Regions from separate parts of the Sus scrofa genome. Here region 2 is linked to region 1. The links are chromatin contacts, called in public HiChIP or PLAC-seq maps. All regions are on one chromosome and are shown on one strand. The core of a region is the stretch at or near the end of the contact, and the rest is flanking DNA. Distances in the headings are between cores, read along the strand shown.

Evidence for each region. HiChIP or PLAC-seq counts read pairs in DNA pulled down with a chosen protein or histone mark.
Region 2: an H3K27ac HiChIP or PLAC-seq map of alveolar macrophages shows a contact between it and region 1. The contact joins two enhancer-like sites. A contact is called at or near these places in 1 of 47 Hi-C or Micro-C datasets (embryonic fibroblasts) and 1 of 2 datasets of contacts at active chromatin or transcription factors (alveolar macrophages).

Annotation. Positions count from the first base shown.
Region 1 is chr12:46,702,949-46,709,318 of Sscrofa11.1, forward strand. No RefSeq gene overlaps it. Among named protein-coding and RNA genes, the nearest start is that of BHLHA9, 62 kb to the left of the region's middle. Within about 2 kb of position 3,168, at least 4 of the 83 cell types and tissues checked have an H3K27ac peak or open chromatin away from gene starts, as enhancers often do. A contact at or near this core is called in alveolar macrophages, where this site is marked.
Region 2 is chr12:46,835,443-46,841,812 of Sscrofa11.1, forward strand. ABR (active BCR-related) reads left to right here. Exons shown (of 22, transcript NM_001253818.1): 4 at 1,145-1,252; 5 at 4,367-4,427. Among named protein-coding and RNA genes, the nearest start is that of ABR, 26 kb to the left of the region's middle. Within about 2 kb of position 3,214, at least 12 of the 83 cell types and tissues checked have an H3K27ac peak or open chromatin away from gene starts, as enhancers often do. A contact at or near this core is called in alveolar macrophages, where this site is marked.

The sequences.
Region 1 (6,370 bases), core at 1,918-4,417:
AGCCACAAGTCTCTTCTCCAAGTCCATGCTTTTCTTTTCTGAGGAGATGTTCATTTGTGCTGGATATTAGATTCCAGTTATAAGTGATATCATATGGTATTTGTCTTTGTCTTTCTGGCTCATTTCACTCAGTATGAGAGTCTCTAGTTCCATCCATGTTGCTGCAAATGGCATGATGTCATTCTTTTTTATGGCTGAGTAGTATTCCATTGTGTATATATACCACCTCTTCCGAATCCAATCATCTGTCGATGGACATTTGGGTTGTTTCCATGTCCTGGCTATTGTGAATAGTGCTGCAATGAACATGCGGGTGCATGTGTCTCTTTTAAGTAGAGTTTTGTCCGGATAGATGCCCAAGAGTGGGATTGCGGGGTCATATGGAAGTTCTATGTATAGATTTCTAAGGTATCTCCAAACTGTTCTCCATAGTGGCTGTACCAGTTTACATTCCCACCAACAGTGCAGGAGTGTTCCCTTTTCTCCCCAGCCCCTCCAGCACTTGTTATTTGTGGATTTATTAATGATGGCCATTCTGACTGGTGTGAGGTGATATCTCATGGTAGTTTTGATTTGCATTTCTCTTATAATCAGCGATGTTGAGCATTTTTTCATGTGTTTGTTGGCCATCTGTATATCTTCTTTGGAGAAATGTCTATTCGGGTCTTTTGCCCATTTTTCCATTGATTGATTGGTTTTTTTGCTGTTGGGTTGTATAAGTTGTTTATATATTCTAGAGATTAAGCCCTTGTCGGTTGCATCATTTGAAACTGTTTTCTCCCATTCTGTAAGTTGTCTTTTTGTTTTCTTTTGGGTTTCCTTTGCTGTGCAAAAGCTTTTCAGTTTGATGAGGTCCCATGGGTTTATTTTTGCTCTAATTTCTATTGCTTTGGGAGACTGAGCAGGTCATAATTCTTAATACACCAGCTCTGGCTTGTCAACACACTTGCCCTATGCATCTCTTCTATCCAGCTGTTCTAGTTATAAAGCTGGAGGAACAGAACAAAATACTCACAACTTCAGATGCTATCTGGGCAGAAATTTCCTTCCAAAGTGAATGTCATATAACTGATCTATGGAGTGAAAAATAATCAGCTATTTTGTTGTTAGTGTGTGGAAACACAACTGACCCCGGTTAGCCAGAGCAAACTTGAGAAAGAAGACCAGAACTGATTTCAAACTATATCAAAAAGCTATATTCTGATTTCAAGCTATATTAAAAAGCTATAGTAATCAAAACAGTATGGTGCTGGCATAAAAAGAGACATGTAGCCTAATGGAACAGAATTGAGAGCCCAGAAATAAACCCTTGTATATACTGCATACACAATCAACTAATATTTGACAAGGGACCCAAGAGTGATCAATGTAGAAAGGAGAGTGTCCTCAATAAATGGTGTTAGGAAAACTGGATCATTGTATACAGCAGATTGAAATTGGATCCCTATCTTACACCACTCGCAAAAGCCAAATGGATTGAATGGATTTAAAATGTAAACATAAGACCTGGAACTATAAAACTATGTTTCCTAGAAGAAAACATATTGGAAAAGCTCCTAGACATTGGTCATGGCAACAGTTTTTTAGATGTAACACCAAAAGCGCAGGCATTAAAAACAAATATAAATAAATGGGACCACATCAAACTAAAAATCTTCTGCACAGAACAAAACATCAACAAAATGCAAAGGCAACTTAAGGAATGGGAGAATAGATTTGCATGCCACATATCTAAGGGATTAACATCCAAAAAATAAATACGGAACTCTTACAACTCAACAGGAAAAAAAACAAACAAATAATCGCAATGGCAAAAGACCCGAATAGACATTTTTCCAAAGAAGACATTCAGATGGCCAGTAGGTGCATGAAAAGGTACTCAGCATCCCTGAGCATCGGAGATATCACCTCACATCTTAAAATGGCATGAAGTTAAGGTCTAAAACAGTCCATTCTCTCACTCATCATTCATTCATTCACTCGGCAGACATGTACTAGGCACTCTCTGGCACTGAGGTAGGGGCTGTGGCAGTGGGAGGAATAAGAGGTACCAGCTGGCTGGAGCCAGGATGTCCTCAAGGAGCCGTGGAATGACACTGTGCTGGAACAGTGCTGGAACCAAGGTGCATCTCTGTGGACAAACATGCCTAACTGGACCTGGGGAAGGGAAGGCTTCAGAGAGAACATGACAGGTGGGCTGGGAATAGACAGGTGAAAAGGGATCTCACCCTTTTATACAGGAGGAAGGAGGAAGCAACATGTCAAAGGAAAACATGAGAGCTGGAGGAGTAACTGGGGGGATGGTGCAGCGCCTGTGTGGCTAGATCAGAGAGGGCATGGGGGAGACTGGAGGGTGTCTTAATGAGGGCACCAGAGGGGCAAAGCAGGACTGACACAAGGATCTCGTACAAGTATTTCAGTTGGGAGACTGTTCCAGGAAGCAGGAATGAGGGAAAGGGAGACAGATTAGAAGGGAAAGCCAGGAGTTCCTACTGTGGCACAGCAGGTTAAGGACCTGGCATTGCTGCGGCTGTGGAGTAGGTTGCAGCTGTGGCTCAAATTCAATCCCTGACCCGAGAACTTCCATATGCCATGGGTGCAGCTGAAAAAGGAAAAAAAAAAAAAAAGGAAGGGAAAGCCAATAGCTCATTATGGATTGGTTACCATTATGAACACTGGGGGCTTATTTCTCTTGCAGACCGCTGGGCAGCCATGCAGAGTGTGCCTCAGGCATGCCATCCAAAGACAGGGGCATGGGGCCTTTATGAACCAGCTCCCATTTGCACTGGCCATGCATGCCCCAGGGAAACCCCCTACCCCCAGAAGCTTCCATCTGGGAAGCTCGAGAAAAACTCTAGGGCAGAAGAGTGGAGAGTAGTAGGGGTAGGTGTTTGAGGTGAGACCCCAGCAGCCCACAGGAATGGTCTACAGTAACTGCCACAGAAATTCAAGAAGGGGAGTTCCCTTCGTGGCTCAGTGGTTAACGAATCCGACCAGGAACCATGAGGTTGCAGGTTTGATCCCTGGCCTTGTTCAGTGGGTTAAGGATCTGGCATTGCTGCGAGCTGTGGTGTAGGTTGCAGACCTGGCTCGGATCTGGTGTTGCTGTGGGTGTGGCCCTGGAAAAAGACCAAACCAAAAAAAAAAAAGAAAGAAATCCAAGAAGGGCCAAAGGGAGGCGACATGGAACAGAGAAGTCATCTTCTCAGAGGGTGACTCAGACTGGAGGGCTGAATGGGTGTGGCCGCAGAAGTAATTCAAGAAATGGGACTGGACAAGCAGGCTGGGGTCAGAGGATCCATTGTAAAGAGTTGTATATGCCAGGTTACAGGGTTTAAATTTTAATTGCCAGGCCCTGGCACCTAGTAAGTACTTCACAAATATTTATTGAATGAATGAAGGCTAATGACACAGATGTGCCTGGGCCAAGCCCTTGCAAAGCTACTGAGTTTTAGAATCCAGATTAGCTGTGCGACCTCTAACCTCTTTGATCGTCCATTTCTCTCCCTCGGGACACTAATACCTTCTTTACAGGGTTTTTGTGAGAAATTAGATGAAATCAAAGATGTATGGCAACAAGAAGTGTGGACTCAATAAATGTCAGCCACTCTGCTCTTGCCCCCATGATGACCCAAAGCCAAGTAATAACACCAAACCATCCACCAGCCAGAGACAATGAAGGTTGCTCCTGGGATCTGTTTACGGAAGATAAATGTTGGCATTTCTGGCTATATTGGTCCTCGCGGAAAAATTAGTGGTGTTGGTAACAACTTCCTTGGACCAAAAGGGAATCATACCCTTGCTTTAATTAAAGGACAGAGTTGAATCTATCCTCCCAGGGAAATTACAAATTCAGAAATTGATACTTAGAGTAATTTTTTTTCTTTGTGCATTTAAATATACATATCCAAACATCTTCCAATCAATAGGCCATCATCCATCTATGCTGTGCTGCATTTCTTTCCCTTTCTGAAATCTTAACAGAGGCCAAGATGCTTGTGGATGACACTTGCTGCAATATCTCTGCACCGAGGAGCTGTGAGCACAGGGAGTGTCTCAGTCCCTTCCAGACAAAGGACATGGTGGCAGCCTTTAGGGAGGGAGGGATGGTCTTCAAAATAGGAAGCGAAGGTGGGAGAGAAAGCAGCTTGAGGGACTAGGTGAAGGATTGAGAAATCACACAAGCTGGAGAATACTGGAAACACGTCCATTTCCCCATAGCAGTCGGACACAAGAGCCAACACAGTGATGAGTCATACCAGTGGCACACCAAATTTAAAAAAAAAAGAAAGAAAGAGAAAGAAAAAAGAAGGGACGTTGGGAAAGTAAGTAAACACAGACTTTGTCATGGAAGGAAATTCCTGAGTGAGAAGTCTCTGTGGGAAGCACATGTGCTCCTAGCCTGGAATGATTCACCACTGGAGCAGCAAAGCAGGAACTACAAGGTGGGGATTCGTTCATCTGCCCATTCATTCATTCATTCATTATTTCATTCAACAATTATCCGTTATCTCTCAATCATACTCTGCAAGAAGCAGCAAGAGGAGTTCCTGTCATGGCTCAGCAGAAACAAATCTGACTAGCATCCATGAGGATGCAGGTTCAATCCCTGGCCTCGCTCAGTGGGTTAAGGATCTGGCATTGCCGTGAGCTGTGGTGTAGGTTGCAGATGGGGCTCAGATCTGGTGTTGCTGTGGCTGTAGTGTAGGCCAGTGGTTACAACTCTAATTAGACCCCTAGCCTGGGAACCTCCATATGCCCCAGGTGTGGCCCTAAAAAGACAAAAAAAGAAAAAAAGAAAAAAGCAGCAGCAAGAATGCAAAAGTGGAAAAGACACCATCCCTGGACCTTGAGAGGAGGCTATGAAAGAAAGGGAAACAAAAGATGTCACTGGAGTTCCCGTCGTGGCGCAGTGGTTAACGAATCCGACTAGGAACCATGAGGTTGCGGGTTCGATCCCTGACCTTGCTCAATGGGCTAAGGAGCCGGCGTTGCTGTGAGCTGTGGTATAGGTCGCAGACGCGGCTCGGATCCAGCGTTGCTGTGGCTCTGGTGTAGGCCGGCGGCTACAACTCCGGTTCGACCTGGGAACTTCCATATGCCGCGGAAGCGGCCCAAGAAATGGCAAAAAGACCAAAAAAAAAAAAAAAAAAAGTCACTAATAATTGCCATAAAGTGGAACAAGGACAAAGGAAGGTAAAGACACAGATAAGATGGAGAGAGAGGGGCCAGAAAAGGGTTCTCAGAGGTGGAGCTCCTTTAGTTGGGTCTTAAAGGAGGGTTGGAGTCCTCCAGGCAGCAGGGAGTTGTGCCTGTGTGTAGGGACAGGAGTTCCAAGGAAGAGGAGAGATGTCTCTCTCGTAAGAGCCAGATGTCTTTGGGGACAGCCTGGAGTTGGTAAGGCTAAAGCCTAGGAGGAAGGTAGAGAGGGGGGCAGAGACCAAAGGTAGGAGGACCTCCTTTGTCACTAAACGGAGTCTGGACTCCGGCCTGGAGGTGTGAGGAGCCATGGAGGTTTTGAGCAAAAGCATGACACTATTTCATTTGTGGTTAAGAACTATCTTTCTGGCATTTTCCCAATATCCAGCTGTGAGGGGTAGACTGAAAAGGATTGAAAAGTGAGAGACTGTTGAGATGGTACAGGTGAGCCGCCCACAGCAGGGCTTTGGAGAGAGGGGCTGAGTTTGGCTGCAGTTGCCAAAGGGAGTAAGAGGAATTTCCAGCTGCCAAGTCACTTAGTCTCATACAGTATCCATTTCCTCATCCTTCAAATGAAGAAAATATGAATCACTGATAAGGTCCCCCCTGGAGGTGAGCACGAGACAGTGTATCAGGCCCCCTCTCTGCAGACAGTGAGACCTCACCCAAAGGCCTGGAAAAGTGGTGCAGCCAGGTGCGAGGAGGAGGCCAGGAGGGGGCCTCCGTCCGCCCCTCCACGGGTGTCAGCCCCGGAGCAGGTCCCCAGCGCCCCTCTTTTGTTGAGGGCACAAAGCGGATATGTAGTGGAGTGTTCTTTTAGACGCCCAGGTGTCTAAGGCTCCTGACAGTCACGGTTTGATTCAGTCACAGGGAGTCCCACGGGAGTACCCGCAGCTTTGAGTCCCAGGGGACTTCAGCTGTCACCCTTGCCTCCTTCTCTCCCGAAAAGTTCTAGTGAGCAGTGGAGAGAAAGCTTTAAAGGGTCTTTAAAAAAAAAAAAAATCCCAAACAAAAACACCACCATGCAGTTTCATCCCCAGCGTTGGATTAAATAGCTCTGTGATTTTGGACACGTTGTTCAAGGAGCTCAATAACTGCGGCGGAGGACAACCCTGACGGTCAGCAGAAGGCTCCCTTCCACACCTGCCCTCGTTACCGCGTCACATCGCCT
Region 2 (6,370 bases), core at 1,964-4,463, 130 kb after region 1:
ATCATTTCAAAATGTAATCAAGATTTTAAATTAATCAGATAATTTACCTTCTCTTCTGCATATTGAGCCTCTGAAGTCCAGTGTGTGTTTTACACTCACAGCACATCTCAGCTTGGACAAGCCGAATCTGAGATGCTCAGTATCCCCATGTAGCCCGTGGCTCCTGTATTGGACAGCACAGCTCTGGGGTTTGTATGTAGAAGTAGTATGCTGAGCTGTGCATATTTTCAATTTCGTTATTGACAAATTACTCGCCAAATAATTGTACTAATTTACATCCCCACAAGCCGTCTGCAAAAGTTCATATTTCCCTACATTCTTTCCAACCCTTAATATCATTAGACTTTTAAATTTTGACCAGATGGATGGGTATCAAATAGTACCTCATTTAATTTGCATTTCCACCCTTTGCTCCTTTAAGAGGAAATGCACATGCACAGCACAGAGAACGCTTTCCATAAATATTTGAAGAATTGAATTAATGAGCCTTGGTTTCCCCTTTTGCAGTTGGTATCTGCTCTGACTCCCCGAGGAGGCGGGGCTTCTCTGTGGTCCTGAACCATGGAAAGCTTTGTGTTAGGTTCGGAGGGACATGGGAATGTGCAGTATGGCTCCTTGGAGGCTGAGGAAGCAGGGACAGGGGCCAAGAGGCCAAGGGAAGTGGGGACTGCATCTTTAAATGCTGTGCCCCGCACTCAGCGAGGGGCACTGAGCAGGCCACATGTGCCCATCCCGCTCCCTGTCTCCCTGCTTCAGTTAATTCCAGGATATGAAAGACGAGTGAGGCATTAAGGGCTTCAAACTGTGCGACACTTTGATGATGCTAAATAAAGCCAAAAGCTGAGATGAGCTGAGTTTTTGCATGCCAACAAAGGCCCTGCCCTACTCCCCCAACCCCCAATACCCCCTTGTTAACCTTATTGGCTGAGCCAGTTTCCATGGAAACTGTCAAGTTCAAAGGGATGCTGTAGTATGTTCATCCTGCCTTTTCCCTTTGCTCCCAGCTAGCCATTTGGACTGAGTTAAAGGTTCTGAGTGCTAAGGGAGCTCCAGGTGCTCTGGTTATGCTTTCATCCATTCATTAATCCTCTTTCCCCATCCCACTCCTGCCCTCCTCTCTCTCTCTCCTCTCTTCTCCTTGCAGGCCAGCCAGCTTGGTGTGTACAAAGCATTTGTGGATAACTATAAAGTCGCTCTGGAGACAGCTGAGAAGTGCAGCCAGTCCAACAACCAATTCCAGAAGATCTCTGAGGTGGGCTGTTCCCTGCACAGCCACCCTGACGACATGGGGTTTTGGGGGTTGCTCAGAGCCTCCAGCCTTTGGATCTCTTCCCCCTTGCTTGCCAGTGAGGAAAACAGCTCCCCTGATGGGTAACACCTAGCCTGACATTGGCTTTCTTGCACTTGACATTTTTCCTCTTGATACAAGAATATCGATTTGTATGTGATTTTATTATTCTGTGTTAGAACAGGGGGGCGAGAAAGAAAAGAAAAAAGGCAGCGTTCTCCCACACTGTAGTGACCTTAAGCAAGTCGCTTCCCTTCTCTTGGACTTACTTCCTCTTCTGTAGAACGAGGCGTCTGGGTTTTTCTAGCTCATCCCAAGCTTGCTTGACAAGAACCACCAGGGGCACTGTATAAAAGGAAGATCTTAAAGTTCCCATCGTGGCTCAGCGAACCCGACTAGTATCCATGAGGACTCAGGTTCAATCCCTGGCCCTGCTCAGTGGGTTAAGGATCCGGCGTTGCTGTTAGCTCTGGTGTAGGTCCCCCAGTCGAGGCTCAGATCCTCCGTCGCTGTGGCCGTGGCATAGGCTGGCAGTTATAGCTCCCACTCACCCACCAGCCTGGGAACTTCCGTATGCCACGGGTGTGGCCCTGAAAACCAAAAACCAAAACCAAAAAAGAATGCAGATCCCCAGGTACTGTCCTTGGAGCTTTAATTCAGAAGGGTTGGCGTGGAACCCCGGAGTGTGGTGTTTTTTGTTTTGGGGGGTTTTTTTGGCCATGCCTGCAGCGTGTGGAAGTTCCTGGGCCAGGGATCAAACCCATGCCACAGCAGTGACCCGGGCTGCTGCAGCGTTGATGACACCAGATCCTTAACCCACTGGCCACTGTATGTTAACCAGCTTCCCCAGGTGATGTTTATAGTCAGGAGACCTGAGGCAGTCCGGACCGGGTGGTCTTTTAAGATCCTCACAATCCCAAAGAGAGAGGACGGGGAGCCCTTATGTGCAGAAGAAGCCCCAGACCCTCTGGCTGGAAACATGCCAAGCCTTCCCACTATCCTCCTCTGCAGGGCAAAGATGCTTCACTGCCTGCCGTTGGCCCTGCTGTCTGGGACATTGCAAGAAGGAGTTCTAGGACCCTACAGGAGCCCAGCTCCACCCTTTAGCCAAAAAGATCTCAGTGACACCCCTAAGTCTCTGGCTGCGCGGTCACAGAACCCGGCACCAAGCTCAGGGCAGGAGAACTTGTGGTTCCAGGGAAGGGGAACCTTCTGTGGTTTTGGACGTCCTGCCTTCCAGGCCCCTCTCAATCCTTTGCTTTCTCCCTCAGCTCCAATGCCAGAAAGTTGGTGAGATGCAGGGTAGTCTTCATGAAACTCCTGGGGTTAGGGGTCAGACCCAAGTTTGGAATCAGCCCAGAGGCAGCCTAGGAGTCGGGCAGACAGAGATGAAAATGTCAGCTCGATTACTAGTAAAAGCCGGATTGGAAGAACGGGGACATGGCTCTGCGGCCACACTGGCCTTGCTAACACTTCCCCTCCACGTTCAGACACATCTGCTGGGGGCCGAGAGAGAAGGGCTGGGCTCCATTTCCTCTACCAAGCTCAGGGATCCAGTGAGTCACCGTCAGCCTGGGAGGACGGAGTGGAGTGAGCGGTGGGAAGGTTCCTCTACGTGGAGTAAGGAGGCTGGAGAAAGGGTGTCCCTCTCTGGCTCCCAGCCCTCCCTGGGGATAAATTGTCTTCCCCAGTCTGTGTTCAGAGTGGCCCTGCCAAGGCTGCTGGGGTGCCCAGGTCTTGTGTGGTCCAGAGAGCAGGGGTTCTCCTCTGAGCCTGTGCTGACTGCCTGTTCTCTGTGGTGGGCAGAAATGCCTGCGCCCATCCCCAAGCCCCTGGCAAAGCCGGTCGGTCCCAAGGGCAGAGCAAGGCCCGTGGCCACCTGCCAGTGGCTTCTCACCCTGACTCATGCGCGGACACAGTCACTTCCTACTGGTGCTGCCACTTAATTACTGCAATTAGGCCCTTCTGCTCTGCGGCAGAGTGATTTCATCCCTCTGGCTGCGCTGGAGGGGGACATGGGGAAAAAAGCTCCCTAAAGCTGGGAACCCAGACACCAGCCAGGGACACAGCCTTGAGAAGCTGAGTAACCCCCCTTCCCCGCCCCCCACGCCCCAAGCTCAGTCCCTGGGGGTTTCCTCTGTCTAGAAAGAGCTTGAGGCAGGAGTAGGGAATATGGGGCTCCCGCCGCCTGGGTGTTTCCTTCCAGGCACAGCAGGCAACCTCACCTGGTACCTGACCTTGGCCTCACCTCATCCTGCCTCCCTGCTGACAGCCCCCTTGGAGCACTCAGCCCTCCAAGTGGGGTTGTGTTCCAGTGGTCCTTTGGCCAGGGCTTGCACTGGAGCCTCTGTCTCTAAAGGCAGATAAAAGAGGTTAGGATCTGATAAGCCGTCCCTGGGGTCTGTTTCCAGCACTCACTCCCTGTCCCTTGGCATGGCGTCCAGGAGGGCCGTGGCCTCTTCCTTCCTTGCAGTTTCCTCTTGGGTGCCCAGCCCAGGTGCGGTGGGTGGGGTGTGCAGGTGGAGCTGGCGGCTGGCTGGGTCCCTCTCCATATGGAGCAGGTAGAGCGTGGCTCCCTGCTCCACGCCACCCTGCCCCATGCAGGTGTGTTGGACCCCTCAATTCTTATTTCAAGGGCTGCTTGTGCCCCAGGACCAGCTGGTGCCCTGGGGCTTCTCCCCTAAAACCCTGTGTGCCCTGGGCTGGTGTGTGCAGACCTCTAAGTAGTGGCTGCTGCCGGGGGCTTGCGGGTGGGTCCACTCTTGCAGCACTCATCCTCTGGAAGCCCCGAGAGTGGCCAGGGATGGGTCTGAGGGGCACCCTGATCACGGTCCTCTCTGGTACTGGGAGTCCCTCCTTCCTGCCTATACCAGCCACTGGACCCCACGAGGCTCCAGAGATGATGGGTGTGGCCTGGGGACCCTGGAGGCCGAGAGGCAGAAGGAGGCCCCAGCCTTGTCTTTGTCTCTCTTCTCTGTACACTCTGGGTTTAAGCCCCGCTTCCCGCTGTGTGCACGATGGGGCGTGGGGAGGCCCAGGGGATGGGCCAGGTAGTGATTCCTCTCCTCTGTTTGGCAGGAACTCAAAGTGAAAGGTCCCAAGGACTCCAAGGACAGCCACACGTCAGTCACAATGGAAGGTACTTTGGGGAACGGGTTGGATTGCAGTCACCTTCCTTTGTCTGGCTTTGCGGACTCCGGGGCCCTGCTTGCGTGTGTGCACGCGCACGTGCGAGTGTGTGAGCGCGTGCATGCGAGGAAGCCAGCCTCTGTCCCCAGGCAGCTGGCCAGCTACAAACGTGCTCCTCCTCAGGATGCCAGCAGGCGGCTCGCTCCCTCCTCCTCCTCCTCCTCCCCCTCCACGCGCCGCCCTCCCCGCCCCCCGCCCCCTTGCTAGAGGAGCACTCAGAAGCGGCTGCTGGATTCTGGAGGCTGTGCAGCGGCAGGCAGCCGGGAAGGTGGCTGGGTGGCCGGGCTGCTGATGGGATCTGGGGAGCCGGGAGCGATGGCCGCACGCTCCTGCCGCGGGGACGGAGGCTGCCATGGAAATTCTCCTCATCATTCGCTTCTGCTGTAACTGCACCTATGGTAACCCAGGCCCCCCTGTCACGGGAGGTGGTGTCTTCACCCCAGGGGGCTGGCTGGAGGGGCTGAGACCTGGCCATCAAGGCAGGGAGGGGGACACGTGGCTGGATCTGTGTTAACCCCCGTGCCGGCCAGCTTCCAGCCTGGAGTTGAAGTCTGGGGGCCCCTCGGCACAGGGCCACTTGGAAATGGGGGACCAGGCGAGGAGGGTCCAGGTACCCCTCAAGGATCTGTGGGGAATTAGTGGCTTTGCTTGAGAGGCTGTGGGCAACTTCCTGGAGAGGCTGTTGAGGAGTGAAAGTGACAAGCCTGGACCTGCAGGTGTGGCCACCCTGGGGCCGGAGATGGGTCAGCAGGGGCCAGTGGCAGAGTGACAGATGGTCAGGACAGCAGTGCCTTGGACTGGGAGGGCACCAGCCCCGGCTGGAGGGAGAAGTTGGGAGTCTCTTTGTTTCCAGAGAGAGGAGAGGAGGTTGAGCAGCCAGGGTATTGTGTGCTCCGCACGCAGATGCTGCTTCACTCTCTCCCCTGTGACGGCGGCGGGAGAGCATGGACGGGGTTGGGAGAGCAGGACGGAATTGGGTGCCTCCCAGGGGGTTCGTTTCTAGCCGCTGGAGACCCTCAAACTGAGGTCTTGGCAGAAGGTCAGCAGTGGATGCTGGTGGGCGAGGGGGGCGTGGCAGGCTGCTGCCTTGTGAAGGTCACACACCCACCGCACTGTGGGGGGTGGGAAGGCGCGCCGAGCACCCTCTACAGCTCCTTCCGGGAGGAGGGTCCTGGGACAGGCTCATGCTGTCAGGCACGCTCTTGCTCAGAGGAGGAGGACACGGGCCTAGGCAAGGCGGCGTGCAGAAGCTGGTGCGCCCTGCCTCCCGTGGCAAGCGGTGCCTTAGGAATGACCCAAGCTGCCTTTGGCAGGGGCATAAGGGTCCAGTGTTGCCCCCAGGCCAGCTTCTCGGAGCCGCTGCAGCAGGTGGCTAGATTCAGGACCTTCTTCCCTCCCACGGGGCGTTCGTCTCTGCGCCCCTCTCCCTCACTTTGCTTTCCATCTCCGTGGTAACCTGGAGCTCCTTATTGAAGGCTGAACAGAGGGGGGTGGCAGCTTGCTGCTGGAGCGATGCTGAGGTTTCCCGGGCTCTTCTCGGAGGCCGCCCTGCTGTCCTGCATTGAGGACTGCTCATGATGGAGGTAGCCCCCAAGGTCGCCCCCTCTGGCTGTCCCAGCAGAGCAACTGTGGGAACTCTTGCCACTGGGCAGAGGCTGCCCTGCAGCCCCGCCCCTCAGCCCAGATTTTGTCAGGCTGGGCTCAAGAGGAGAGCTGGACTTGAACCTGGCCTGTTTCAAGATCCGAGGAGAAATCCCCTGTTTGGTCTGGCCTAGGAGTCGGTCAAGTCTCAACTCTCCTCCAAAGAGGAAGCGATCGGCTCTTTGCTTCCTCTTTCTCCCCCAAAGGGAAGCTTAGTTTTAGTGACACAGGCCTGGGACCTGGAGTTGAGGG